Linked DNA regions of Mus musculus: all the other regions are linked to region 1. Evidence: chromatin contacts called from public Hi-C, HiChIP or PLAC-seq and promoter capture Hi-C data. All regions are on one chromosome and are shown on one strand. The core of a region is the stretch at or near the end of the contact, and the rest is flanking DNA. Distances in the headings are between cores, read along the strand shown. Region 1 holds the start of Tmpo (thymopoietin). Region 2 holds the start of Hal (histidine ammonia lyase). Region 3 holds the start of Elk3 (ELK3, member of ETS oncogene family). Region 4 overlaps Cdk17 (cyclin-dependent kinase 17).

Region 1 (3,453 bases), core at 398-2,897:
TTTTTTTAAATTATCGCAAGACACTCTAAACTTTCGAAGAAGCAAACAGCTTGAGGTGTAGTTCCCGGCTAGTACATACAAAAAAGAGGCTTTGAGTTCAATTCCCAGCACCAAAACGAGAGGCAAACCGCGATACCAGTCAAAACATTCACATGCTTCTCGAAGATTTAAAACACTCCAAATCAACACTCATAACTAATTTTTAATGACTTGAATTCTGTTAACTAAATATAAACCTACAAAATACTATTTAAAACGTACCCCCAAAAAGCCAGCAACCAAAAAAAAAAAAAAAAAGGCAAAATGATACACACCGGCAGGAACGCATCTTACATCTCACTGGCCTGAGGCATTCAAATTCAAATACTGATACATCAGTATGTCATAAACTTTTCTTTTTGCTTCCGGATCTTTACTTCCTCCAGCAAAAATCTTACAACGATAAAACAAAACGCTCACTAGCTGGGATTCTCCAGGATGTCTACGGGAACAAACTTTTCCAAATGCAACGTACTTAAAACGTCCCGTTTACAGTACAGCAAACCCACTTAAGGCGGGGCCTGATGACTGGAAGAATATGACACGCGAGGAAACAAAACGGTTCAAAAAGCCCTCCATCTGTTTAAAAAAAAAAAAAAGTCAACAACATAAAAAGGCGGGAATGCCTTTATTTAAAAAAAAAAAAAAAAAAGGCCAGAAATGACTATGTCGCAAACTGCCCTCCAGGGAGCGCTCTGACACTGTTGCGAGTCACTTCGGCGCTAAAGCGGGAAAACGCTACAACTTCACCTCGCGCGCCGGGGGCCAAGCCTGTCGGGCTTTAGAAAACGGCTCGGAAGGCCGCGTCTACACCCACTCCGGACCGTGCACCCGGCCCGAGCAGCCAAGCAGCACAGCCGGGGCGGCTCGCACCGAGGACTCCCCTCTCCGCGCCTTCCCCGGCGGCCTCGCGATCGGGGCGCCGCCGCGGGCACGGGGAACCCCGCGAGGGGGCCAGCCCCGCCGCCGAGCACGCGCCGCGGCCGCCAAACGCCCGTCTCCGCGGCCCCGGGGGGGTTCGCCTTACCCTGCCGACGGCGCCGCGGCCGCGACCCACGGAGGCCCCGGAGCCGAGCACCGGCGTGGGCTCGCGCTCCTCGTCGCTCGAGAAGTCGGGCGGCCCTTTGCTGTTGGCTCCCGCGGCGAGCGGCGGCCGGTTGCGCGCCGTGAGGTGCTGCAGGTAGAGCTGCACGTACACGTCCTTGCGCTGCTCGCCGGCCGGGAGCGTCACGTTGTTGGCGACCAACTCGCTCTTCAACTTGTCTTTGGTCAGGACCGAAGGGTCCTCTAGGAACTCCGGCATCTCGTCCCCCTCCTTCTCTCCTCCCCGGCCCCTCACAGTCGCCGCCGCCGCTGCTCACGCCGGCGCGCTCGCTCGCTGGTCCCGGGGGCTGCGCCCGCCGCCTCGGGAGATCCCTGCCCCGGAGCGGCGCCGCGGGCACGGCACAGAACTCGGGACACAAAACCCAGGTCCGGCCCCCGCCACAAAAAGCCCCTGGCGCACGACTGGGGAGCAAGTGCAGCCGAACCCGGAGCCCGCAGCGAGCCGAGCCCATACACAAGCTAGTGCGTGGGGTGGGGTGGGGGGAGCCTGGCTCGCGCACGCCCCAAGAACGCGCGCCGCCATTGGCGGGCGCCCGGAGGAAGCGCGCCACCCATTGGCTGGGCGGCTCGCGCGGGTTCCAGCCGCCGCGGCGCAGGGCGAGAGGTGCAGAAACGCAGTTTAAAAGGCGCTCGGGCGGGAGCTCGGGCGCGGGGCCCGCTGTTTCCTCGGCTCTCCGCCCTTCCCCTCGGACGCTGATAAGGGATGGGCGGTACTGGGTTTGCACGCTGTTTCCCTCTCTCCTGGCCCCCTGCACCGGAGAAGCCTCGTCCCGGCCTCGATCGCCTTCGGACGGGCGGAGTTCTGCGCCAGCTCTCTTGAGGACCCTTTGCCCGGGCCTGGCTCCTTCCCGGGACACCGAGCCCCCCTGAAGAATGGCGGCCGACTGGCCTTGCCCCCTCCGAGTGCTGGCCCTGGAGGGGAAGCGTGAAAACCAGACAGGCTGTGGTGCGGGATGCGCAGGAAGTCAAATCCCCTCGGTTCGCAAACGCTTCTTTTGTCTGGAATCTAGGGAAAGCCAGACTTCCACAGCTGAAGGTTTCCATACAGCTTTAGTTTGTTACAAAATTGCATTTTTAAGTCTCCCTTTGCCTTCTTTTACCAAACCCTTTGGTTTCCATAGTTCTTGGGGCTTAAAACAAATGCCTTCTTTGTATTTTTAAGCCGTCTAGGTTAAGACCCCCACCCCAAGCACCAAGGATTTCCCCTAACTTCATCAAACCTAATGTTTGGTAATGGAACAAGATGAAACGCAACATTTAGAAAGTCTCTAGTATTCAACTTTATGTGCCTGTAGTGGTGCATACTAATTTTTTAATTTTAGAGGGAGCCAGGAACCCTGTAAAACTCATGCTGCTGATTCAAGTTAGCGTCTCAAATGTGCCACAGTTCTGTTTTCTGGAACACAATACTGACCAGAAATGTTTCCTATTAACAAATTACATATATGGGCGAACATGATCAGAGTTAAATTTATGTAAAAAGTCCGCAATAAGATGTGTAGTTAATAAACGCTAATGAGCCGGGCGTTGGTGGCGCACGTCTTTAATCCCACCACTTGGGAGGCAGAGGCAGGTGGATTTCTGAGTTCGAGGCTAGCCTGGTCTACAGAGTGAGTTCCAGGACAGCCAGGGCTACACAGAGAAACCCTGTCTCGAAAACAAAAAAAAAAAAAAAACAAAAACAAAAATAAAAAGCGAATGAAAGCATGTATAGTGTTTCAATGTATCTAGGGTTTTGAACAATGTGAATGTCTACACAGGAAATGGTTCAGGACACTGCTCGTGAGAGGAAGCAGCTGACCTCAGATTCAGAGTCTCTTAATCATTCCCTCAGTGTCTTAAGCTCTAGATTATGTTCTATAAAAAAGCCTTAAATTTAAGCATGAACAAAATTAAAAATATGAACAAAAATATTTAAACTGTGCTTACCTATGTCTACATGGTTAAATTGGAAGACGTTGAAAAGCAAAACCCTCAGTAAAAATGGACCTATAAATCTGAAGATAGGTTTTCTTTTGTGTTTTCAAGACAGGGTCTCTCTATGTCGTCCTGACTCTCCTAGAGTTCACTATGTAGACCAGATTGGCCTCGAACACAGCTCTGTCTACCTCCTCCTGAGTGCAGAGATCCAAAATGTGTGCCACCACTGCCTGGCAGAACATTATTTTCATGATAGATTATTTTCCTAAAGGGAATTTATTGTGTTAATTCCCCCTTTTAAAAACTCAACATTAGCCGGGCTTGGTGGCGCAAGCCTTTAATCCCAGCACTCGGGAGGCAGAGGCAGGTGGATTTCTGAGTTCGAGGCCT
Region 2 (3,453 bases), core at 279-2,778, 2.3 Mb after region 1:
CCTGGGATGTCAGCAAGAGCACCCGATAGTTTGGGTGACCTTTCAACCTGAGGGGTAGTGGGACATCTCAGCCTTGGCGCATCTGTTCATCTCCAGACATCAACATCTGAACAGGTATTCAGACAGGACTTGGTGGTGAATGAATGAATAAATGAAGGTGGTTCACATCTGAGGGCCACAGTTTTCCCAGAGTTGTAAAAGATGAAGCCCGTATCTGGGAATGAGCTGCAAGTTGAGGAGAGAGGGAAGACTTGGAGCGTTCCCTCTGGGGGGGGCATGAGTCAAAGGGTGGTGCCATCACCCCCACGGTCATAGGACTTGTTACATCAGTCTGCTGGGGTAAGCAGGTGACAGTCCAGAGTAAGGACTCAGGGTATGGGTTTCATCCCAAATTACACACATAATAGATTCTGGCTTCCCAAGGACCTTGAAGCTGTTTAAGCATAGCCACATAAGCAACTAGGATAGCTTCCTAAGCGGTGGGGTTCAGGAGGAGAAGAAAGGGTTAACCGGAGGTCAGGTCCGTGGGCAGAGATGAGCTAAGTAAGGTGGAAGGCCATGTCCTGGAGGTGGAATACTGAACTGAAGCTAACTTCTGTCTTGATAGCAAATCGAGATGTTGCCAAATTGCAGGGCACAGTCGGGGTGTGGTTGTCTGATGAATACATTTCGATAGACTGATGGTAAGACACTGGATGTGGATCTGGGTGTCTATCTACAGAGCAACTGTTCTAATGAAGTAGAAGGCAGGTCAGGGTTTCTGATTATTCAATCAAATTTCTCAGAACTGACATACTACTAAAGCGCACACAATTCTTTGAATCTCTTGGGCTATCAGTGTTCCTTAACACAGGTGGGGCAAAATTAGGTGGGGGGGGGTGCAGGGGAAGCGGTTTGGGGCAGGGAAGAAGCTTAGCTGAACTAGGGATATCCAGGGGGCAAAGATAAGGAATATTCACACACACACACACACACTCTTGAGGGCATGTGGAGTGTTAAAGTCCAAGTCCTGGTGAGAGTAATTGGGAGTCTCCCCATCCAGCAGGCACGGACCTCAGGGTTGACACACACTAATTGACTTTGTCCTTCCAGCTGCCCGTGGGGATATTCGTTTCATAGACGAGTAAAGCTGAATCCCAGGGGACTCAAATGACTGCGAGTCACACAGCCAGGATTTATCCCAGGTAGATGCCGCGAATCACGGCATTAGAGAATTTGCCTTTGGCTTAGGAAACGGGAAGATCACTCACTCACCCCAGGGTAGTGAGCTGAGGGCCTCCAAGCTACGGTGATTCATGTGTCTAAACACAACCTTTTCAGAACTGCTTTCTTTGATGGAGCAATGGCTTTGGTAGCACTGGGCACTGGCAGGGAGGCGTTGCTCAACGCGTGTTTGTGGAATAAATAAATGAATGGGGATTGCTACACTCTGGGTGTCACAATTGACCGAGAGGATGCGTTTTACCAATTGAGTAATTCCCTAAAGAGGGGAACATGGTGTTTATAAGCAGCTTTCAAGGCAGACTCAGAAAGGGAGAGAGAGAACGGGGAACCCTGGTCAGAAGGACTTCCAGGGTCAGAGAACTACAAGGTTACATTAAAAGTGGGCTCAGCTACCCATATCCCTGTCTCCTGCACCTAGTTCAGCATCCAGAAAGGCCAAAGGAACACCAGAGACCGCAATCAATATTTGTTTAAAGTGTGAATGGCTAAAGGCAAGGGAAGGGGTGTGTTCTGAAAGTCCACTCTCAGTCTCACTGCCAACCACACCCCAGCAGACACTCCCCTCCCTGGTAAAGGATAAAGGCTCTCCCCAGTCGAGGACTGTAGGAAAGGAGCCAGCCCTTGGTTACAGTGGCCTGCTGCTCAGAAGGGCTATAGCATCTGAGCCATGCCTAGGTACACAGTGCACGTGCGTGGGGAATGGCTGGCGGTGCCCTGTCAGGATGGGAAGCTCACTGTTGGCTGGCTGGGCCGTGAGGCTGTGCGACGCTACATGAAGAACAAACCGGACAATGGTGGCTTCACTTCGGTGGATGAAGTGCAATTCCTTGTGCATCGGTGCAAGGGCCTGGGCCTGCTGGACAATGAGGACGAGCTGGAGGTGGCCTTAGAGGACAATGAGTTCGTAGAAGTGGGTGAGTGGCCCTCAGGGGAACAGAGCCTTGGCATGTCCTGGAGGAAGTCACCCCCGTGTCAGGGAACACGGCAAGAAAAAAAGACTTGAGTACTTGCCCTGGGGGAGCCTCAAGCCTTGCTTTATCATCCACCTCCCCCTGCCCCCAGCCTGCAATAGATGGAGAGAGGCAGGCCACAGTGACAGTCTGGACTTGAACCCAAGGCTGCAGGTTAGAGTCCCTTGCAATGACAGAATCCTTCTGTAAGGGACTGCCAGAGTAGAAACAGAAGCAGGCTAGAACCAATCTTCCACGTACATCCCCCTGCTACCTTTCTGCTTTTTGCTTTCCTGTGTAAAGACGCTAAGACCGTGTGAAAATGTAGGATGTCACGGTCCAGCAGCCGTTGCTATGAAACACAAGCTCAGTGCATGGAGGGGTCATTCCTGGGTCTGACACCTGCCCTGATGTGACACCCTGTGACCTGCTAGGCCCCTCTCTCCCCTTCTTGTTTCAGTGATTGAAGGTGATGTGATGTCTCCTGATTTCATTCCGTCGCAGCCAGAAGGAGTTTTCCTGTATCCTTTGTGCATCCCCTTTGGTCAGCCCTGCGGTGGCTGGTCCTGACACGGTGGGGCTGGGGCTGTTCCACATTGCTAGTCTGCTCCTTTACCTGGCTTTAGATACAGCAAATACCGGGAGCCTGAAAAAGTAAGCTATTTTCCTTTTTGTGGGGAATATAAAACTCTGTCATGTCTGAAATATGCCTCCTTTCACCTACCACTTTAAGAAGGGGAAGGAGGAGGGGGAGAAGAGGACAAGGAAGAAGAGGAGAAGGAAGAGGAGGAGGGGGGAGGAGGGAGGGGGAGGAAGAGGAGGGGAGGAGGGAGAGGAGGGGGAAGAGGGGGAGGGGGAGAAGGAAGGGAAGGAGGAGAAGGAAGAGGAGGAGGAGGAAGAGGGAAGAGGAAGAGAAGGAAGAGGAGGAGGAAGAGGAGGAGGGGAAGTAGGAGGAAGAGGAAGGGGAGTAGGAGGAAGAGGAGGAGGAGGAAGAGGAGGAGGAAGAAGAGGAGGAGGGGAGGAAGAGAAGGAGGAGGGGGAGGAGGAGGAGGAGGAGGAAGAGGAGGGGGAAGAAGAGGAAGAGGAGGGGGAGGGTATATCTGGGTGAGCACTATACTAAAAGACAGGTTTCATCCAGCTCAGAGTATACTATGGGGAGCCTGGCCCCTGTTTTTCTGATTTTTCTTGCCCAGTGTTCCCGTAAGCCAGCCCTGTTCTTAATTAGCACATCAATGCCTCAGAACGGTAGTAAACTATCTTTGGGGTCAGGCAGAATCCA
Region 3 (3,453 bases), core at 677-3,176, 2.1 Mb after region 1:
ACTGGCAGGGGTGGAGAAGGCACCTCTAAGTCAATAAGTCTGCAGGCAGACAGTGGCTCGCACAAAACCCCTCCTGTGCGGAGTAGCGGAAACTCCCAATGCGATTAGTCGGGGTGTGTGTGTGTGTGTGTGTGTGTGTGTGTGCAGACATTACTTAGCAATGACTAAAGGGCTCTCTCTTCCTGCAGCAGCCAGTGGAAAATTCAAGGAACATTTTTCCCCCTGCAGCAGCAGAATCCCTTTAACCCTCTCCCCAGCCAACTCCAAAAACAACTCGGCTTCCCCCCCCCATACGCCCCCCCCCCAACTGCCCCCCCCTCCCCACCTCCGGCAGAGCACTGCAGGGAGTTATAGGACGGCGAGGGGCTTTCGAGATGGGGAGGGCTGGAGGGGGCCGGCAGGGAAGGGGCGGGGGACCCTCAAACACTACAAAGGAAACTGTAAAAGGCACAAATACATAAACCTGAGAAGCAGCAGCAAGCCGCAGTTTCTTTGTGAGCTCCTCAGTGAGTCATTTTCAAGATGCTGTCTGCAGCCAGTTTCAAAGCGGAAGCGCACGGCAATTAGTCTTGCCGTTTCCAGACAAGCCAGAAACTCTCCCGACACTCTTTTTTTTTTTCCTTCTAAAAAGCCCCTTTTGCAGTTTCTGAAATAGCCTTTCTTGCTTCCACCCCCACCCGCCGCGTAACTGCAGCTTATCCTCGGAATGATTCGGTCGTAACAAAACAGAGACCATTTAATATTTTTAGCTCCCGCCTCCCAATTTCAAGCCCCCCCCCCTTAAAAAAAAGTTCCAGTAACATTACAGGCCAGCAGGCAGTTGGAAGTTAAAGAGCTGAGAGTTTCAAGTTCATCCCTTGCCTGGCCCATCTCCCCAATCCGAATCTGGACTAGCCGACTCGGCCGGCTTTTAAATGTCCATTAGACTGGGCGTGCGCCTGGGGCGGTGACCTGGGCGGGGGTCACCTGCCCAGAGAGAGTGGACGTAGCCCCGGGCCCCACATCTCCATGGCCCAAGTCCTCCGCTCCCTCTCCACCCCTGTGCTCTCCCCTGAATCCGAACACTCGCGCCTCGGTGCCCATCCTGAAGGGATCCGGACCGCAACCCCGGCTGGAGGTCAGTGACAATCCAGCCTCCAGCCACGCAGCCCGCTTCGACCACTATCCCTAATCCCAGAGCCCCGGAGCCTCGCTGCAGGGATACAGGAGTTTGCACTCAGGGTGTCTCCTCCGGGCTTCGCAGTGCAGACCCCAGGCCCGAGCACGAGCTCCCGGGGTGGCGCCGGTGGCGGTGGCGGTGGCGACGCACAGCATCCTCCCCCGCGGGGACGCACCCCCATCCTCCCCCAACGCAGTCTACAACTCACCCCACAGCGCCCACAACCCCACCCCCACCAGCCAAAGAAAAGAAAGAAGGAGAAAGGAGAAAAAAAAAAAAGAGGAAAAATTAAAAAAAAAAAATAGCCCGAAGAAAACTTTGCAAGCGCTGGAGCAACAGGCAAACAGTCCTGCAACCTACCCAGACGTGGGGGAGCGTTTGGGAGTCTTCTTGGGGAGATTTCTAGGAGGAACCGGGCGAAAGCCCCCGACTTTCCATGCTGACAGGCGTCTGCAGACGGTCTGTTGCTCTTGTAATGAGATCCTGATTTTCCCCCCTCTTTTTTTTTTCTTTCTCTCGCTCCTCTTTTTTTTTTTCTCCCCCCCCCCCCTCCTCTGGTGTGTGTGAGAGCAGGAAGTTGGAGCAGTCAGGCCGAGCCTGCTCACTTCCTTTACTGCATTATTCCCCAGGCGGTGTGCAGTCTGTGTAAACAGGCTTTTCCGCCCCGCGCCGTGCGCCCGGGCCGCGGCTGTGCGCCGGGGCTGCCCGCCCAGACCCGCGCATACCCCCGGCGCCGGGCCCCGCGCCCGCCCGCACGCCCCGCGCGCCCCCGCGCCGTGCCCGCCCCGCTTCCTGCTCGGCCACCCCAGGGGAGGAGCCTGGGGACCCGCCGGCCAGGCCGCCGTCTCTCCACTCGGCGGGGGCTCCGTCGGCTCCTGAGCCCTCGGGTTCCTAAGTTTGGCATCACCCTGGGTTCGTGCCCTGCTAATGGTGCCCCGAAAGGGAGGTCCCTAAGCGAGCTTTTCTCTACCATAGGCATAGAAGAAGAGTTTAGGGACAGGAGGGATGGCGAGTGGGGTTCAGGACTTTGGATGCTCTGGGAACCGGGCTGCTTTTATTGCGGACCAGAGGAGATGAGGGTGAAAAACATAAGCGTGCACAAAGGGAGATGGAGTCTTCCTAAGATGCTGTCGGATAGAGTTACTGTCGGGGCATATTTAACAGCAGCACTATAATTAATATTAATAGTAATAATTTGGAGGCAGTTTTAGAGTTGGGATCCTCTTTTGGGAATACTTTCTTAAGAGCCACAAACTAGGAGCCTTGTGTCTTAGAAAAGAGATGAGTGAAGTGGCTTTAGACAGGCACTGCTTAGGCGCTCCAGGTGGCTTGAGACAGGGGAAGGGGTACCCTGTGGTTTCAAGACTGGACTCCCCGCCCCTGAGGACAATGGCCAGGATCTGATTGGAGAGTTGGGCATTGCTCGGAGGATGCAGGAGGGAATGGGTCTCTTATTAACAAACCCTGTATACAGTTCCTCCAGCCCCAGCCTTCCAGAACCTTCCAGTCCCCTGCCTTTGGGGCTTTCTGACCAGTAGTTTTCAATCTTGAACGTTTGGCATGAGAGTACATGGCTCATTAAAGCCCTAATTGTAACCCTTAAGCCCTCACCTCAATGTGTCTGGTGTGATTGGAAGCCCCAATAACAGAATCGCGTTGAGAGTAAGGGGTGCTTTGCAAACTAGCCACAGCGTACTTATCCCAGACCAATGGCCAAGTCTCCAGGTCAGCAGGACAACATTCTGACATTTCCTTGCCCCCCCCCCATTAGCATTTGCTATCTCTCTGAAAGATTGCTTGTTTCTGAGTATCTGGTTACTATTAAAGGTTCTAGATTGAATTCAGGGATGTTAATACCCACCCCACACACGCACATCTGCAGGTGCCTGTCAGAACACCTTGTTAAACAAGGGCAGCATTTTTGCTTAATCACTGATGTGTATAACCTGCTGGTTATACACTGAGGACCAGGCTTGCCCGTGCTCTGAGAAGAGACAATGGTGGTGGGGAGAGGAGGGAGGGGGACCAAGGTAAGATGTGAAACAGAAGGAGGAATTATGGGAAAGGGGGCTGTCTATCAAACCCTGATTTTCCACAGCTAATTTTCCACTTTGGAGATTATCATTTAAAATCCCTAGTTGGCTTCTCCAGTCACTCAGCAAAACTCAGACTGTGTCCCTATATGATCCAGCTGTCCATGTGAACTGAATGCAGAGTGTGGATTTAGATTTATCATCCAACTCGGAAGCTCCCACACTTAGGAATACATGTTGCTTTTTATTTTAGAAAGTATC
Region 4 (3,453 bases), core at 478-2,977, 2.0 Mb after region 1:
TTATATTTGAATTTTTTTTAATTGTAGGTACTTGTAAGAAAAATGGATGACTTTGAAAGCTTCTAAATTTAAGCTAAAAATTATTAACGTGTATTGTATAAAATAATAAATTTCTTTAGAAAAAATTTTGTTTATTTTGTGAGTTTGGGAGAGTTTGCTGGAGTGGTGAGTGTATGCGGACAGTTTGGGGCTGGTTGCTCTGGTCGGAGTCTCTAATTCAGGATGTCAGGCTTGAGAGCAAGTTTGTTTGTTTGTTTGCTTGTTTTTGAACACGCTGAGCCATTTCTATACACCTATAATGGGTTTCATGATGACATTTTCATACACAAATACAGTGTTCCTTGATCATCCTGTCCCTCTTCCCAGTCCTTACTCATGAACATATTTTGGTTTTTTTAGACAAAGTTTCTCTGCATAGGCCTGGCTGTCCTGGAACTCACTATGTAAAACAGGCTGGCCTTGAACTCACTGAGATCTGCCCGCCTCCGCCTCCGCCTCCGCCTCCGCCTCCTAAGGGCTGGGATTAAAGGTGTGCACCACCATGCCTGGCCTAGATTGTTGGGGCATTTTAATTTCCCTCTTGATTTTGTCATTACCCTCCAGATCACTCAGACACTCTTACTGTTCTTTTCTCAAGATCTTGTAGAGTTTCTACTTTCTTACTGATCTCTGTTCTCCTTCCCTTACGGTCTGATGGCAAGAAAGCACTACAGTTCCTTTATAGTAAGACTTGTGTTATAGCCTAAGATACGATCTATTTTGGAGAAAGTTCCATGGGCTCCTGGGAAGAATGTGTACGCTTCAGCTTTTGAGTGGTGTATTCCACAGGTGCTCTGTGTGTGGTATAGTTTAACTGAGATTTATTTATTTATTTATTTATTTATTTATTTATTTATTTATTTATTTTTTCTTTTGCCATTTTTTTTCACTCCGGCTTGATCTGTCTTTTGAGGAGAGTGAACTATTGAGGTCACCTACATGACCGTACCTGGACCTGTGTCCCTCTGTCTGTCCAGTAATTTCACTTTATGGAGTTGGGTACGCTAATACTCAGTGCATCTGTATTTGCAGTCATTGTGTCTTTTTAGTGGAGTATTCCTTTCATTGATATAGAGTGACCTTTGTATCTTCTGACTTAGTTGGCTTTGAACTTGGCCTAGTTGGATGGTAGTATAGTTACTTGGGCTTACTTCTAAGTTTTCATTTACTGCAAACATTTCCTCTCTGATCACTTTCAGTCTTAGTATCTTTGCCATAGGCTGAGGTTTTTTTTCCCCCAGACATCAAAGGCTCTTGTTTGTAATTCAGTTAGCTGCTGCTGTTGTTGTTTGTTTTTGTTTTTTTAATCTTTTAATTGGAGAGTTAGACTTTTAAAGACCATTTATAGTTAGAATTGTTAGACAAAGTGTACTAATTTCTTTGTTCTTCACCTTAACACTGGGCTGGCTTACTTTACTAACAGTTCTTGATCCCCCCCCCCCCCCCCCCCCCGAATTCATCAATTCTCCCAGTACAGTTTGTTACGTCCTGAGCTCTCCCCAGGGCTGGCGTGGTGACTGGGAATTGCTTTACTCTCAGAGAAGGTCTGTTTGATTTTAAAGGTTGGCTCTGTTTGCTACGGTAACCTTGGGTGATGGTTTTGTTTCATGGCATGGCCCACGCTCTCCTGGCCTTAGGGATGTCTGCTGAGTCAGTTCTCCTGATTGTTTGCCTTTACAAGTCATCTGACACGCCTTCCTTGTGGCTTTCAGCATTCTTATTCTTCCTTTGTTCTATACTCTTGGCGGTTTAACTATAGTCAGACATGGGGGATGCTTTTGTATTCGGATATCTGTTTCATTCCTGGAATTTCTGACATTTTCTGTATCTGTTTCAATGTAATTTCATTGACTAGATTTACTGCATCGCTAGTCTGCGTCCTAGCTCGCTGACCCTCTCTACTGATTCATAGGTTGGGCCTCTTAGTACTGTCCTGAGAGTCTTGGTCTTTAGTGGCCATTTCTGACCACTTGCTTTCTTGTTCTCTCTTAATGCTTACTGTCTCCCTCTCTTTCCCCATCTCCTTCTGCTTCTGTTTCCCTGTCCCACCCTCTCCCTCTTCCTGTTTATACTTCAGTGTTAAAATTCCTTGGCCTTTTGTCCATCCTTGGAACTCTTTCTTCTAAGAGGTCTAGTGTCTTGGTGGTTGATTAGAGTTTTGGGTTGACTTATTGAACTTTAGTTTTAAGGATTTCATAATTGTCCCTCCAGAATCTTCCTCATTGTTGAATTTCTCATCCACATGTTTAGATTTCTCACTTAAAACTTATATTCACGTTTACTTCATGGATTCATTTATGAGTCGTCTTTAAACTGAACTTTAGAATCCTTAGCATTTTATCTGTTTCACTACTCATGGATTCAGTTATTAAAGAGTCAAGATTCTTTGTAGAAGTAAACTTGCCTTGCTTTTTTTTTTTAATATTTATCCTTCTGTGTTGTGATTTACCCATATGTTGAAATTGATATCTTTCCCATTTTTATACTGCAGCCTTGTCGTGGTTTTTGAATGAGAATGGCCCTCCTAGGCACAGAGTTGGATGCTTGGTCCCTAGTTAGTTGTACTGTTTGGGAAAGATTAGGAAGTGTGGAGTTACTGGAGGAGGTGTGTCACTGAGAGTGGGCTTTGAAGTTTCAAAAGCTTCTGCTAAGCCCAGGCATAGTCACAGTTTGTCTTCTCCCTCTCCTTCTTCCTCTCCCTCTCTGTGTCTCTCTGTCTCTCTGTCTCTTGTCTCTCTGTGTCTCCTGCTTGTGGATCAGATATATGCTCTCAGCTACTGCTCTAGTGCCACCATGTTTTCTGCCATGATAGTCCTGGACTCACCCTCTGAAACTATAAGCAAGCCCCTAATTAAATGCTTTCCTTTATAAGTTGCCTTGGTCATGGTGTCTCCTCACAGCAATAGAACAGTTACTTAGACAGGTCTTAGATAGCATCCTTCAGAAGAGCCCACACCTCAGGACTCTTCAGAAAGGAGAAAGCAAACCACTGTTACAGTAACAACCAAGAGAAACCGAGTACAGAACCACGATAAAAATCCACTAAAGAGAGCTATCAGTCTACCCAGAACTGTCAGAAAAAATGGCAAAAATAACTGAAAGTAAGCTCTGATGTTAAAATTTTATTATAAAACTGATGTGAGGAGGAGCAGGGAAGGACGCAGCCATACAGTTAAGTAAAGGCAGACAAATAACAAGGAACGCCCCTGAGGAAGACAGTGGTAATGGAGCGCAGATACATCAAAGCTAAGTAGGATGTAGCTGGGAAAGAGAAATCTGTTTTCTTCAGAGGACTTAGCCCTGAGTTTATCACTTACACACACCCCAGGGCAGGCCTCATGCTCAGCCAGCTGTACTTGACCGTCACCGACCCTTCTCCAGGTTTTGTTGTTTTAAAGAGAGTAAGAACATGAA

What was found. Promoter capture Hi-C pulls out the DNA fragments that hold promoters and counts their contacts. Hi-C and Micro-C count contacts between places; a contact is called where the count stands out from the background. HiChIP or PLAC-seq counts read pairs in DNA pulled down with a chosen protein or histone mark.
Region 2: a contact with region 1 is called in a promoter capture Hi-C map of embryonic stem cells, with 5 times the contacts expected there. The contact joins the promoter of Hal here to the promoter of Tmpo in region 1. A contact is called at or near these places in 1 of 39 promoter capture datasets (embryonic stem cells), 2 of 115 datasets of contacts at active chromatin or transcription factors (embryonic forebrain and stem cell-derived neural progenitor cells) and 1 of 9 other capture datasets (adipose tissue).
Region 3: a contact with region 1 is called in a Hi-C map of B cells, with 7 read pairs. The contact joins the promoter of Elk3 here to the promoter of Tmpo in region 1. A contact is called at or near these places in 6 of 39 promoter capture datasets (the 3T3-L1 cell line, the C10 cell line, embryonic stem cells and 3 more), 1 of 15 datasets of contacts at CTCF or cohesin (large pre-B cells), 1 of 484 Hi-C or Micro-C datasets (B cells), 11 of 115 datasets of contacts at active chromatin or transcription factors (T-cell acute lymphoblastic leukemia, astrocytes, cardiomyocytes and 5 more) and 2 of 9 other capture datasets (adipose tissue and liver).
Region 4: a contact with region 1 is called in an H3K27ac HiChIP or PLAC-seq map of epiblast stem cells, with 9 times the contacts expected there. The contact joins the enhancer-like site here to the promoter of Tmpo in region 1. A contact is called at or near these places in 5 of 39 promoter capture datasets (hippocampal neurons, liver, pre-B cells and 1 more), 3 of 484 Hi-C or Micro-C datasets (CD8 T cells, large pre-B cells and reprogramming fibroblasts), 7 of 115 datasets of contacts at active chromatin or transcription factors (embryonic stem cells, epiblast stem cells, extraembryonic endoderm stem cells and 2 more) and 2 of 9 other capture datasets (adipose tissue and macrophages).

Annotation. Positions count from the first base shown.
Region 1 is chr10:91,169,972-91,173,424 of GRCm38.p6, forward strand. It overlaps Tmpo (thymopoietin), which reads right to left and starts at 1,648. Exons shown (of 4, transcript NM_011605.3): 1 at 1,067-1,648. The coding sequence starts at 1,342.
Region 2 is chr10:93,487,240-93,490,692 of GRCm38.p6, forward strand. Hal (histidine ammonia lyase) reads left to right here and starts at 1,529. Exons shown (of 20, transcript NM_010401.4): 1 at 1,529-2,138; 2 at 2,635-2,695; 3 at 2,801-2,828. The coding sequence starts at 1,892.
Region 3 is chr10:93,309,233-93,312,685 of GRCm38.p6, forward strand. It overlaps Elk3 (ELK3, member of ETS oncogene family), which reads right to left and starts at 1,927. Exons shown (of 5, transcript NM_013508.2): 1 at 1,520-1,927.
Region 4 is chr10:93,186,919-93,190,371 of GRCm38.p6, forward strand. The region is part of intron 1 of Cdk17 (cyclin-dependent kinase 17); the gene reads left to right. Among named protein-coding and RNA genes, the nearest start is that of Mir1931, 26 kb to the left of the region's middle. Within about 2 kb of position 1,728, at least 79 of the 459 cell types and tissues checked have an H3K27ac peak or open chromatin away from gene starts, as enhancers often do. A contact at or near this core is called in CD8 T cells, embryonic stem cells, epiblast stem cells and 2 more, where this site is marked.